Linked DNA regions of Ovis aries: region 2 is linked to region 1. Evidence: chromatin contacts called from public Hi-C data. All regions are on one chromosome and are shown on one strand. Each heading gives the region's core, a stretch centred on a gene start, on an enhancer-like site or on the middle of the called end of the contact. The rest is flanking DNA. Distances are from core to core; before and after follow the strand shown. Region 1 overlaps UBE2D2 (ubiquitin conjugating enzyme E2 D2). Region 2 has its middle 40 kb from the start of CXXC5.

Region 1 (6,847 bases), core at 164-2,663:
CACTCTCACAAGTTCCTACACACATGGGCAGCCCCCTCCCACACACACACACACAAGCAGGCCTACACTCTCCCACGCCTGGGGCCTGTCAGCCACATTCTCCATGGCTCCCTCCCTCCAACAGGGACAGTGGCAGGCAGTCCACATTCCCAGGTTTCTGCCCTGACCCTGCCGCCACCCCCCTTCCCCACTCAGAGCACACATTCCTCCTGCTACAGCCAGATAACCAGCCCCAGGGGGAGGCCTGAGAGAAAGCAAGGCATTCTGGGGGCCAGACTGCTGGCCTTACTCTGGGCTGTTTAAGCTAGTTCTATTCCCTGATCTAGCATGGTAGGAAGTCAGAAGCTTTCCCTGTAGATAGTCCCCATCCTTTCAGCCACACCAGACCCAAGGTTTCCCTCCTTATTCCAGGGCTGAGAGCTGGAAGCTGAGAGCTTCACACTCCAGGAGGACTCCAAGGGTCTCCCAACTCACCCTTTGGATGCAAAATCCCTTATACAGTTAGTAATTAAAGCAGGACCTAGGGAACCCCCAGGACTCCCCTCTCTGCCACTCTAAGAGTCTCACAATAGGTAAAAGCATAGGTTCCATGCACCAAGAGCCCCTAGGCAGTTTTCCCCATCTGGGGATAGTAGCAGTTAAATTCTCACAGCTCTGCCTAGGGTGCAACCACTTGGTGGGTTCAGCAAATCTGGAGTTATTTGCATACCCAGATGGCTAAGCCTGGAATTTCAAAGAATTCCCCAAGAAGAGGCAGCTGGCTTCCGGGTAGTGGCCCTGGAGGCTCACAGCTGTTGGGCTGGAAGACTGGGGACTGGGGCCCCTAAACACAAGATAAGATTGAAAAGGACAAGGGAATAATATTTCCCAGGTCTTATTACCACTCCCAGCTCTGTTCCTCCTGTCCTCAGCCTCCATCTCTCAGGTATGAAGTCATGTCCTGGTTGCCCAGAGTAGGTAGGCAGGCAAGACTAGTTGGCTAGTCATAGGGACTGCCTAATCTTTGGGGAAAGGTTAATGGTAGGCACCAGGCAGAGAAGTACTAGAAATATGGGGTCCCTTTATTCACATGAAGTAACAGACAGGTCTTTGTGCCCATGCAACCTAAAGCTAGGTGGCAAAGGCCCTGGCCTGGTCCTTACAAACCTGTCCACACACATGCACATAGCTACTATACCAATGCTGAGGGGAAAAGGTGGCTTGATACTTCTGGCAGACCTTGGGCTAGAATACTAACCTGTTTCCTTACTGTGATTAAGGCTATGATGGAGCGTAACTGAGCTAGGCACCGGGCCACCCAGTTCTGGATAATCTGTAAACAAAGCCAAGCCCAAACAGGCCTCCCCAGCCCAACAAAAGCCCCTCCCAGGTTCTGTCCAAGCAGATTTACTGACCACCCACTTCATGACTGTTATAGCTATAGGTCACCACTGCCCTCTGCTGGCAACTCAGGTACTAGCATCCACTCAGACAGCTCACTCTCTACCCAAGCAAAAGCCCCTTTCAGTCACCTCCTCCATCTGAGGGCACAGAAACTTAAACCTACTCAACTGTTAGTTAAAGTTAGAGGGTGGCAGGGGACAGGATAAGCAGGGAAGAACCCAGGGACGGTGTTAAGAGGAGAAATCACAAAGAAATTCTGCCAAATCTTCCCAAAATTTACACCCCAAACTTGAAGGATCCTTTCTATCCAGCTTGGAAGTTAAAAAACTGGAGAAGGCAATGGCACCCCACTCCAGTCCTCTTGCCTGGAAAATCCCATGGACAGAGGAGCCTGGTGGGCTACAGCCATGGGGTCGCTAAGAGTCAGACACGACTGAGCAACTTCACTTTCACGCACTGGAGAAGGAAATGGCAACCCACTCCAGTGTTCTTGCCTAGAGAATCCCAGGGACAGGGGAGCCTGCTGGGGTACCATGGGGTTGCAGAACTGGACACAACTGAAGTGACTTAGCAGCATCAGCAGAACCTTCCCCTTACTCTGTCTTATGCTCTTTGCCCCCTCCAAAGAAGGGCCAGGCTTAGATGACCCAGAGCCATTCTTTGACAAAGCTCAACTTCTCTGGCAGATCTCAGAAAGCCTTCGTTCCCCTGGTTCCTTCTGTTACACTGTAGCAGGTGACTGAAAGTCCTGGGCATCTCTGAAATGCCATCTTCCAACTTTTACTTCAACACCCTGCAAGCAGCCACACCATTCAAAGACGGCAGAGATGTAGAATGTAGGTGGAGGGGACACTGCCCAGAAGAACCAGTAGCCCCTCAATTAGCTGGAGGTAGATCCCATGCCCCAGCTGTCAGGGAGTTAATCTAGATTTGCTAACTCAAGCATGGAACATCTCACCCCTGAGCTGGCTCTGGAGCCCAATTGTCAGTTTGTATTTGTGTATTGTTTCTAGAAACCTCCAAGTCAGATGGTCTAGGCAGCAGCAGCTATGGAGCTTCCAAAGCTACCTTCATTTCCTATGGAAAATCAAGGGTGAAAAAGCTGGCCAAACCCTCCCTACTCGTAATTCTTGTTCTCTAATAGGCCCTACAATTTATGGTAGGGGAGTATCCTTTAAGAATCAAGATTCCTAAGTATTTAGGAAGAAATTCAAATAGGAGAACAAGTGACTCAGGGCAAGAAGTGAGGTGCCTGGGAAAATGGCTGCTGTCTCAGCTCATATCCTTAGAGAAGTCTGAAAAGGAACACAGCACACTAAGGCGGGCACTGCTCTTCTTTGGACATCCATCACCGGAGGCCTGACCTGGGCACTTAGTAACTTTTTCTTCACTTTGCCAAGTGATCAACCATTTGTTTTCAGTGTGCACCGTCAGGTCATCAGGAACCCCAGCCCCGGAAAAGGCCATTCTACTAACAACTCACACTGGAGGTTGTAAACAAACCCCCACGCAGCGGAAAACTATTAAACTGCTATTCTGGTGATAAGACCTTCATATCGTTCTTCATCTGATGAGAGGCAGTTTGAAGACAGGCATCTGAAGTTTGCTCTGGTTAAGATGCAGCTCCACAAAAAATTCAAAGATGAAAAGTAATCACTTGTCACAGAAATGTCCGACTCTACCTCTTCTTTAACTAGCCCTGGAACAGGCACTGAGAAAGGGCAAAGCTGGCTGGTGACTGTGTTACACTGAAGCCAAAGGCCTTAAAGTTGTACAGTCTCAGTCTTTGAGTTTTTCTGCTTATATTGATTAGGGTAAAATATGACAACAATGGGGGAATGTATTTGTTTTGGGATCACTCTAACAAAGTGATCCCATGGCCAGTTTTCATTATTTCTAGGCCCATCCCAAGAACTGGCCTGGATATACTCAGAGGGGCCTCAATAGCAACCACTTACATTAGCTGGGGGCTTCCCCTGTGGCTCAGCTAGTAAAGAAATCCACCTGCAGTGTGGGAAACCTGGGTTCAATCCCTGGATTGGGAAGATCGAGAAGGCTGGGGGTTAGGTTAGGAAAAGGTTTTTAAGAAACTGAGTACTGAAACTGAGTTCAGTACTGGGAACTCAGAGCCACTTTTCATCTAAGTGCACACAAAAGTAATAAGGAAATAGGGAACAGGCTCTAGGAGTGTCCCAAAGGAAGTCTATTTCTCTTCTTGGGTGGATATGAATGTATGTTCTGATAGACTGCTACCTTCATAGTTATTCTCACATTAAAAATCTGCTTTCTCCACACTTCTCCAGGCTGCCGGCCCAGCCAGGATCCTGAGTGGCTTTTTAGCACATTCAAAGTTCTATGTTTGGGAGCTATCACATGACAAACTGACTGGCGGAAAGTTGGAATGGTCTTGGGTACCTCCAACTTCTTGTGGCTCTATCTTATTACATATGGTGAAGATGTTTTAGACTATAAAGAAGAAATGGGTTGGAAAAAACTTTTGAAATGCTAATATAGTATGTTTTATATAGTGATTATAACAATTCCCCTGGGATTTACAAATCTGTTATTAATGTGCGAGAAAAAGCTTTATGTGAATATTATGTCAAATCAGCATTTGTGTTTTGCATCATCAAATTTTTTTTAAAAAAATCTGCTTTCTCTTATATAACACCATACATACTGGAATAACCCATCACTTAAAGACTGTTTCACAAATGGAATCAAAAGGAGACAAGTTCCTAACATGACTGACAATTTTCTGCAGGGGTAACAAAGATGCTATTCCTAAGTAGGAAGGAAGGAAAGATGTGTTCATAATTCAGAAGACCTAGGAACTCAAGAAAATTCTTCCACTAAAACCTACCCCCTGGATTTATTAAGGGGTATGGTACAGCATATGAGACAAGGCCAGTTTCACTTTAATTGCAGTCAAGGGGCAGTTTATGGGCTTTTCAATTGTAGTTTAGAAATAATTCATTTCTCCTCACAATAGGGCTCAAAATAACTTGTTGAGGCAAAGAGGAATGATTGGAAAAGTGGAATACTATAGTTGCTGGAAGCAGAAAAGGAGTGCTTTATTTGCTAAGTTAGTGCAGAGAACATGGACTCCTCTCTTTGACTACCATATCCTTCTCTCTTACAGACCTCCCTGCCACTCCCCTACCCAACAGTCCTCTTTCCAAATCTTTACATTACCCAAAATGTAGAAACTAGCGGACAATGGCCACTGGCCAGTAACAGAGTATGTGAGTATCTGAAATCATGTAGTTTTACTTAAAGAGACTGCTTCAACCATAACTTGATCAAGCGTTCCATTTTGTTGAGAAGCAAAGCAATTAACATATACACACCACTATATAAAAAAACAGATAACCAACAAGGACCTATTATACAGCACTGGTAACTATACTCAATATTTTATAATAACCTGTAAAGGAAAAGAATCTGAAAAAATAAATATATATGTACGACTGAATCACTTTGCTGTATACCTGAAACTAACACAACATTGTAAACCAACTATATTTCAATTTAAAAAAAAAAGGCAAAGCAAGCCATACACTTGACATTCCCTTATTACCAATGCCTCACCAAGATAATCAAATCTACTGCAAACAAGCTTTTGTGATAAAACTAGAGACAGTTCTATAAAAAGCAACGTGATCCCAGATGAGACCCATCCCAAATGACACACTGTTTTTTGTGAGTGGGGAAGATGGTCTCCCTCATTAAGCCTTCATTCTGGCCAAGGAATATACAACCAAACTTAACAATATATGTTCCAACCTCAAATGAGCAAGAGCAATTGCATTCAAAGGCCTAATGTTTCATTCAGCACCTGAACATCAGGACAATGACTTTTACTTTACACTTGACTTGTAAGCACTCTTGTAAAAATATCTATGTTGTGGCCTAATAAATGGTAATAAGCTGGCTGGTCTCTAAGATGACCACAGAATGAGGCTTTCAGGATCTGTATAACTAATCCATGGTCAACAGTCAAAAATTGAATTCCCACTTACCCATGATACTGAGAATGAGGGTAATTCTAGGTTAGAGCTCAATTCTAACTCCTTTACCCACAATTATTAACAGTCAAACCTTCGCAAAATCAAGGATACTAGAAATACTAATAAGCACCCAGCAGCTAAAATGCAGCACTTTAAAAGGTTTGGTGTATCACACTTTAGTTCTGAGATATAGTGACACTGAGAGATAAGACAAACAAGTTTAAAACCAAAAGCAGTGGACATTTATTCCTCAATTTGTGTGCAAGAGTGTAAAGATGCATTTGAAAGAAGCTGACGGCTAAAGCACATCAGCCATGGCTTTCAGGCTAGCCTGGTTTACAATTAGATTAGGAGAAGTAGGGGGAAAAACGGTAACTTGCCTAGTTCACACGAACGATGTTTCTGGCAAACACAGCTGTTTACAAGTTTCAAACTACATTTTACTAGCGTCAAGGGAAGACTTCAAAAAGCCACATACAGTACAATTTAAAATTGGATGAACATCCTGCAATGTTAGTGCAAAGTAATTATGTAGACTCTCCAATACAAGATTGTGCTCATGTTTCCCAGGTTTGGTCAATGTTGCTCTTTTACAGTCACAATCACAGAAGCTTAACTTACCAAACAGCAATGCCTTTGTTTTATGTCCTATGTACCAAAGGAATGTCACAAGGTTTTGGTGAAATGCAGCTTAATTTCAATAATAAAGCAAATTTCTTATGTAACAGTCATGTCCCTGGAATACTGCACATATGTTTCATGGAAATTCTTTTAAGCTTATGTGTTTATCTTGTTCAATAAAATTACTTTCAAGATATACTTTTTACTGTGTAAACTGGAATTGTTTCATGATTTTGAAGTGCAACCAATATAAATGAAAACATTTCAGGGGTGGGAGAAAATCCACCACTAATCTCAGCTAGACAAAGTTCTTAAAATCAAAAAGCCTATTCACACAAATTATATGTAATGACTGTAGTAATCAGTTTATTACACAGATTAATCATTCTTGAACGTACAAGCTCCAGAGGAGCAACTGGGTCTTTAAATATACACAAGTATTTCCATCAAATGAATTGTCACCCTTACATCCAAATAGACCTAAGCAGTTAAAAACATAAGAAAAATAAGAGCTATTAGCTATGTATTAACTGAGAAACCACATACAAACCAAAGAATTATGGAAGAGAGAAAGAGGGGCTGAAAGATGAAGGTTGAAGGGTGAGGAGATGTAAAAGAGTTGGGAGCAAAGCCCATCACACGTTACTTACTAATAGCTCCAATCCATTTAAATGTTGACCAATTAGACCTTAAAATACAGGATGTGGGTAGAGTTTAATCTGGTTGGTCATAACTTTCACCTAAGACGTAAGTCCTTCGGAATAAAAGGAATACAGAAACATATTCATGTTTTTCACCTTGCTTTTCATAACTGTTTTGAGTTTAATAGGATT
Region 2 (6,458 bases), core at 2-2,501, 56 kb before region 1:
GCCAACCACAGCTCAGCATCCCTTAGGTTCTGCCTGCTTAGGAAACTGTACTCCCATATCTAACCTCAGTCCCACTGGCAGCAACCCCTGAAAGACAACTGGCCGAGGAAGCCCAAAACCCAGGCCCCTGCCCCGAGCGCTGTATTAACCAGCAATCTCACCGTTTCTGCTGGGGATGGCCCTCCCTCCATTGTCTCCACAGACCCACCAAGATGGTCAAAGGGGCTAGCTGGACCACAGGCCCAGCAGGCCTAGGACAAACAGATCCATTACACCCCTCTTTGAGCACCCCCCAACCCCTCAGCTCTGCTTTTGGGATCAGTGGGGTCTAGCAGGTGGTAGGTAGACAGGCAAGGGTCAGAGCCCCGCCTCTCCCAGCTGCTGAGCCAAGCTGGGAACAGAGGAGGGAAAGAGGCCCCAGGATTGCTGCTTGGTCCTCAGGATCCCCAAAGGCCACAAGGAAGGGAAGAGAAAATGAGAAAGAACTCAGTCTTGGCTTCTCAAATCCTCCCACTCGTCAGAACCACAGGGGCTGCAGGAGGCAGGGCGGGCTCCTAACACAGGACCCAGCGTCCCTCCTGGGGGTGGGGGTTGGAGCACTGGGCACCCTCGTGATGAAGCCGGCTGCAGGGCGATTAATCTTGTGAGGCCTGTGCGTCAGCCCCCTACTCCTCAGCCTCCCATGGTCAACCCCGCCCGCGCTGCCCCGGGAGTTAATCTCCGCTCCGGGGACTTCTCAGCCGCTGTCACGGCTGCATTAATTCTGAGGCAGAGGGAGGCAGGCAGGGGTGGTGGGGGGAGTAGATAGACTCCTTGGGAAGGTTTCGTGGTCAGCAGCTGGTGAGGAGGGGGTCCCAAATAATGGGGCCTGTGTCCCCTTCAAGGCTCAGCCCTAGATGAGGGGAAGGAGGGGGTGTCTGTGTTATCCCCCTCAGACCACCAGAGCTGGTGCACCCCCTAGCCTCTAGCCCTCAACCGACAGCTGAGCCCCAAATGCAGTTTGCAGTTTTGACGGCAGATGTCTCTCCTATTATGATTTATCAAAATGCTTAAGGTAAATAATGCACACAGATTCATAGGAGAGGAGGGGGTGGTGGAAAGTGGGAGGGACTGAAGGGGTCAGGGGGGTTTGGAGCCAAGGGCTCAGAGCACCCTTGCCCCTGTCCCCAGCCCTCCCCACTCAGGCCCAAGGCTTGACCCCAGCCTGGCCCTGGGGAAAGAGGGCTGGGGTGACATCAAGCCTACCCAGCGGCCTGCTAGAAGCCGGTCCCCGGGGTCAGGGAGCCAGTGGACCTGTCTCGCTGGGGCCCCGCCAGGCCTGGGAGGCGGCCACCTGGGGGAAGTGGTTGAGCCAGCCTCAGCCTCACACCTCAGCCTTGTTTCCATGGCTTCACTGCGTCCTCGCTCCCCAGGGCTCCGTCGCCTTATCAACAGCGGCAGCGGGCACTGCCCTTGCCCTCACCCTCGCAGTCACTCCCCCCGGACCCTGGCAGCTGCCTGTGGATCCCACTGCAGCCAAGCCAACTCAGCCACAGGCGGTGCCCCTTCCTGGGCAGCCTCAGAGCTGGGTGAGCGGCTAGGAGGGTGATGGGGACAGGTCAGGGAGGGGCGGGGGTGTGTGGAAGGGCGGAGGCTTCTGCAGATTCAGGCTGCAGCCACTTCGGGGCCCCTATACCTGATCTTGTCATTCCAGGGGAGGGGTCTGTGATCCTGGGCTCCCTTCTCATCCCCCCACCCTCACTCCACACTGTGCTCTTTGTTTCCAAACCTTCCTGGGCCTAAGAAGTTTTGGTTAGAGAACTTTATTGGGCTTTCTGATTTGAAAAGCAATACATATTTACTGGGAAAAAAAAAATAAAATTAAAAAAATAGTCAAAAAGTGCAGAAAAGTTTAAGTAAGTAATGTCTGACCCTAATCCCGCATCTGCGCAGGATCACAGGCAACATGTGGGGTGGGGGTGGGGGGGTTCTTCCAGCCAAAGCCTGAGGCATCACCAGGTATTTATCATCTGAAAGCAGAGGAACCTGGCTTTGTGACATTGTGTATGTCTCTCTACTTCTGCCTCTCTGAAACTCAACTTTCTGATCTAGAAAATGGGATAACTGATCATTGCTGTCCTCACAGGGTTGTGAGGATGGAGTGAGCTGGTAAATGCAATGGACTGACCCAATGCCTGGCACACAGGCAACAAGCTCTGCCTCTTGTGAGGCGGCGATGTCATCAGCACCTCTGACCAGGGCAGAGATGCAGAATCTGCAGTTTCCAGCAGGCTGGGAAAAGAGGGCTCTTTTTGGTACGTTTCCCCTCACCTGTGACTGGTACGTCAACTAGAGCTGGAAACACACAAGAGGGAAAACGTGCCCAGAAAGAGGAGATAATGTGTGTATTCAGTCCATGGAAGGTTTCTGGTGCCAGTGACGCCTCACTGAGCTGCAGAACACAGCCCTGAAGCCAGGCCATGTCACCCAGAGTGGTCAGCAGTGATGGGGGTGGCACTGGGACAATAGACATGGCCTGCAGGGTTAAGAAAGCTCCTGAGGAGGTAGCACCTGAAAGGGGAGGAAGGCATCAGTCAGGGAGGAGAAGGTTGCCGGAAACAGACTACATCTGGACCTGTTGCTGGCCGCCAGAGCCCAGCCCAAGCCCTGCCCCCAGCCCAGGCCGGAGCCCTGGAGGGCCTGGCTCCCCTCCCCTGGGCCCACCCCATCTTCACGCCCTGCTGCCTGGAATCTGAGGCAGCCCTTGTTCTCTGGCAGGAGGGGAATTTAATGCCGCTGAGGGATGGCAGGTCGACAGGCGAAGAGAGATGAAAGTGTCTGCTCTGGCAGCTGGGTCGATGGCCTCGGGGGACCCTCCCATACCCCCTCTATCTTCCCCAGCCATTCTCCACTCGGTGTGGCAGGAGGAGCCCTCAAGGGGCCCTCGGGGGAGATGTAGACCTCGGGGGACAGGATTCCTTGCAGGGCTGTGTGAGCTTGGGGGGCAGCTGGGCCTCTCTGTGTCGCTTAACTGCCTGCAGGGTGCCTAGGTCAAGGTCTGTATTAATAACATGCTGGTGGCTGCCTGCTCCTCCCCGACCTTGGCTGTCGTCAGTACAAGGTGGTGGGTGGGTGGGTGGTGGGGGCCAGGGCCAAGCGAACAGTGACCTCCATCCATCCATCTCCGGCACCTGGAGGGAGTGGGAGCTGGGGCTGCAATCGGGTCAGGCCGAAGTGGCCTTGAATGCAGCAGAGCCATGGGGCCACCACCACCGCCTCTGTGACAGCAGAGCTGGGCTGGCTCTGGGAGTAGAGACTGGGGCCCCACAGCAGAATCTGCCTCCAGGCCCAGTAGCCCCATGTCCCTGTTGGAGGTGCTATGGGTTTTGGCACCATGAGGTGACCTTGTTGCTCTGCAAAGCACCCCACCGAGTGCCTCCCCCTATGGTCCCTGGTTATGTTGCCCTTTTTTCCTGGGAATAGAGAGGCAAGGGCATTTAGCTGAGGTCATCCACAAGGGCACACACACACACACAGAATGTGGCTTTGACACATAGTGACCAAGAAGAGGGAAGAACCTATGTGTCTAGACTCAGACTCCCAGGCCCTGCCTTCTTTCCCATCCATGGCAGCAAGTGATCCTCCCAGAGGCCTGGCACAAGCATCTGACAGCCAGGAGTCCAAGTTCTAATCAGGTCCCTTTACCATCTTGCTCTGTGACTTGGGTGTGTCTGCAACTCTCTCTGGGCTTCAGTTGCTCATCTGTAAAATAGATCATCTCTATCCTGATGATTTTCTGGAGCCAAAGAAGCAAATTTATTGAACAAATTGAAACCATCCCAGATTGAAGACAGCCTCCAACTAGCCTTGGGCCAAGGAGAAGTACCCAGACAGAGCGCCTAGTTCCTGGCCCACAGTCACCCAGTATATTACAGGGGCTATCCTGCTTCCTTCCTGCACAAGGACAGTAGGCTCACAGCAGGGGGTCAGAGGCCCAGTCTGGCATGCTGAGTCAGGTTCAGGGCATGAAACAGGGGCCCCAGTTTGAGTAGGGGATAAGGGCAGCAAGGGACTAGGTCAGGCCAAACCCCACTGCTGTGGGGGGGAGGGGGCGCCTGGCAGGCTCTGGGCAGGCTGGGGTGGGGAGAGGCCTTTGGCGGCCACAGAGAACAAAGAGGCTGGGGTTGCCAGGATATTCTGCAGAGCTGAAGCCGGCGGTAGTGGGGCTGGGAGAGGGGCTGTGGTGGCCGTGGGAACTGTGCCTGCTGCCCCCACGCCAGCTCCCCCGCCCAGACTGGGCCTCAGGGCCAGGCTGGGGTAAGAGGGGCTGCCAGGGCCCTCGCTCTGTCCCCAGAGTGGCACGGCTGTCAGGGCAGAGACCCAGGAAATGCTGTAGACAAAGACACATGGCGCGTAACGTGAGCATCACCGAGGGGAGCCCAGGTGCACACCGACACACAATGTCATGAGCACACACCCAGGCAGCGTCACAAGGTCACAGCACGATCACAGGCTGGCAGCACACACTCACACAGAATCCTGGTACCAGTCCCAGGGCCGCACCCAAGATGGCCACACAGGCACGGCATCGCAAACCGCAGAGAACCACCCAGAATCCTGTCTCAGGGTCGTGTGTCCCATACAGTACGTGTCGCATATCCAGTACCACACGTTCAGCTGTACAACCTGGTATCACACTGGGTCTGTTACAGGATTGAACAATGTCACAGGATTATACATGCAGTGTCACAGGACATCCCAAAGTGTGGGGCCGCTGACACCCCATTCTAATCCATGGCCACATGAGGCCTCACATCAGCCTACCACACACTGCACAGACCCATTTTCATAATGTCTCAGTCTCACGTATAGCCACACTGCTGTTCAAGACCTCACCTGGTTGTCAGGGCCTTGAAGCATCTCTCTCTCTCTCTCTCACACACATACACACACAGAGCTACATGGAGGCTGGCTTTATCTCCAGCCCCAGGTGCGCTCACTTCTAGCCTCTCCAACCACCCCCTGCCATCCAAGTGGGGGTACAGGGTACTTGAGGTAAAGCTCTCAGGTCACCAGGAGGTCAGGCTCCCAACTGTAGCATAAGGGAGCTGAGGGCACCCCCAGGGAGGGGAATTGGACACTCAGCTCCACAGGGGAGCCCGCCTCTAAGAACTTCATGGCAAGCTGATGAAACACAGAAAACGGAATCAGAAGCAAGCAAGGACCACCAAGACACAGAGCCAGAGAGAAGCAGGCAGACAGGGAATCCCCTGGTGGGCCGGGGGTCCCTCAGTGCTTCCAGCACTGGGGCTGAGGTTCAGTCCCTGGTTGGGGAGCTATGACCTCCACAAGCTGCAAGGTGTGACCAAAGATAATATTTAAAAAAGAAAGAGGCTGACATGTGGGAGCAGGGTCCAGGGCTGGGGCAGCAGCTAGGCCACTCTGTGCAGAGATTGGAGTTGGGGTGGCTGGGCTTTAGGGAGGATGCACCCCCTGAGGTGGGGGACATTTGGTTAGATTTAGGTGCATAATAGCTTTAAAATAACAGCACCAGCTACTATTGAGAGTGCTTACAAGGAGCCAGGCCCTTCCCTAGAGTGATATCATTTCATCCTCAGGCAACTTGATGGGGGAGAGACTATGATTGTCCCCATTTCCCAGATGAGGTAACTGAGGTCTCATCATGTGTTCAACCTCACAGTCATCCCCACCCCTGCCTAGGCCTGCCCTCTCCACAAAGCACAGCCCAAGAGGACGAAGTGGGAACAGGTACGGGGCCTCAGACTCCAGGCTTCTCTGTGATGGAGGGTGAGCCCAGGAGCTGGGCTACGGGCTGGCACGCGAAAAGGGGACAGGCTGGCTGAGTCACGGCATACCCCCCCTCGGGGCTGGCACCAGAGCCATCCACCCCACACCTGTAGGCATGCCAATGAGGACTGGCCGAGGCCATCTGCGGCCAATGCACTGCCAGCAGCCCAGCAGCCCGGCGGGGGCAGGCCGGGGCCTCCTGCCTGGGTGCCCCCTGCTGGCCAGGCTTCCCATCCCCACTCCCCCGAGGAGGGCCCTCCCCGTCCCCAGAAGCTTCTGCAGGTGCTGCAGTTTGCCTTGTGCAGGGGGTGAGGGTGCCCTGGGCTGTAACACCTCCCCCTGCTCCCCTCTGGACGCCCCCCTTCGGCAGAGCCGCCTGGAGAGATCACAGGCAGCCACATGAAAGGGAATTTTTCCCAGGCAGAGATGAAGTTGAAAGCTGCCTCCCACTACCCCGCCTGCCCCTGCTGTGCCAGGCCAGGCTGCCGAGCTCCAGGTGCTCGGAGGGAGCTTGTGACACCTGGGGAGGGGTCGGGGGTTCAGAGCCCCCACCCAACTTGGCTGCTTTCTCTCCTCTCAGGAACAATAGCAGAGATGTTCCCCCCACCTGACCGCCCACTTAGCTTCCGAAGTTGCCCCTTCCATCATCTGAAAAGCCCTCACCCACCTGA

Evidence for each region. Hi-C and Micro-C count contacts between places; a contact is called where the count stands out from the background.
Region 2: a Hi-C map of hypothalamus shows a contact between it and region 1, with 3 times the contacts expected there. The contact joins two enhancer-like sites. A contact is called at or near these places in 7 of 16 Hi-C or Micro-C datasets (blood, hypothalamus, mixed tissues and 3 more).

The regions. Positions count from the first base shown.
Region 1 is chr5:48,491,492-48,498,338 of ARS-UI_Ramb_v3.0, reverse strand. UBE2D2 (ubiquitin conjugating enzyme E2 D2) reads right to left here. Exons shown (of 7, transcript XM_027970300.3): 7 at 5,613-6,847. Among named protein-coding and RNA genes, the nearest start is that of CXXC5, 16 kb to the left of the region's middle. Within about 2 kb of position 1,413, at least 8 of the 54 cell types and tissues checked have an H3K27ac peak or open chromatin away from gene starts, as enhancers often do. A contact at or near this core is called in hypothalamus, where this site is marked.
Region 2 is chr5:48,547,519-48,553,976 of ARS-UI_Ramb_v3.0, reverse strand. No RefSeq gene overlaps it. Among named protein-coding and RNA genes, the nearest start is that of CXXC5, 40 kb to the right of the region's middle. Within about 2 kb of position 1,251, at least 11 of the 54 cell types and tissues checked have an H3K27ac peak or open chromatin away from gene starts, as enhancers often do. A contact at or near this core is called in hypothalamus, where this site is marked.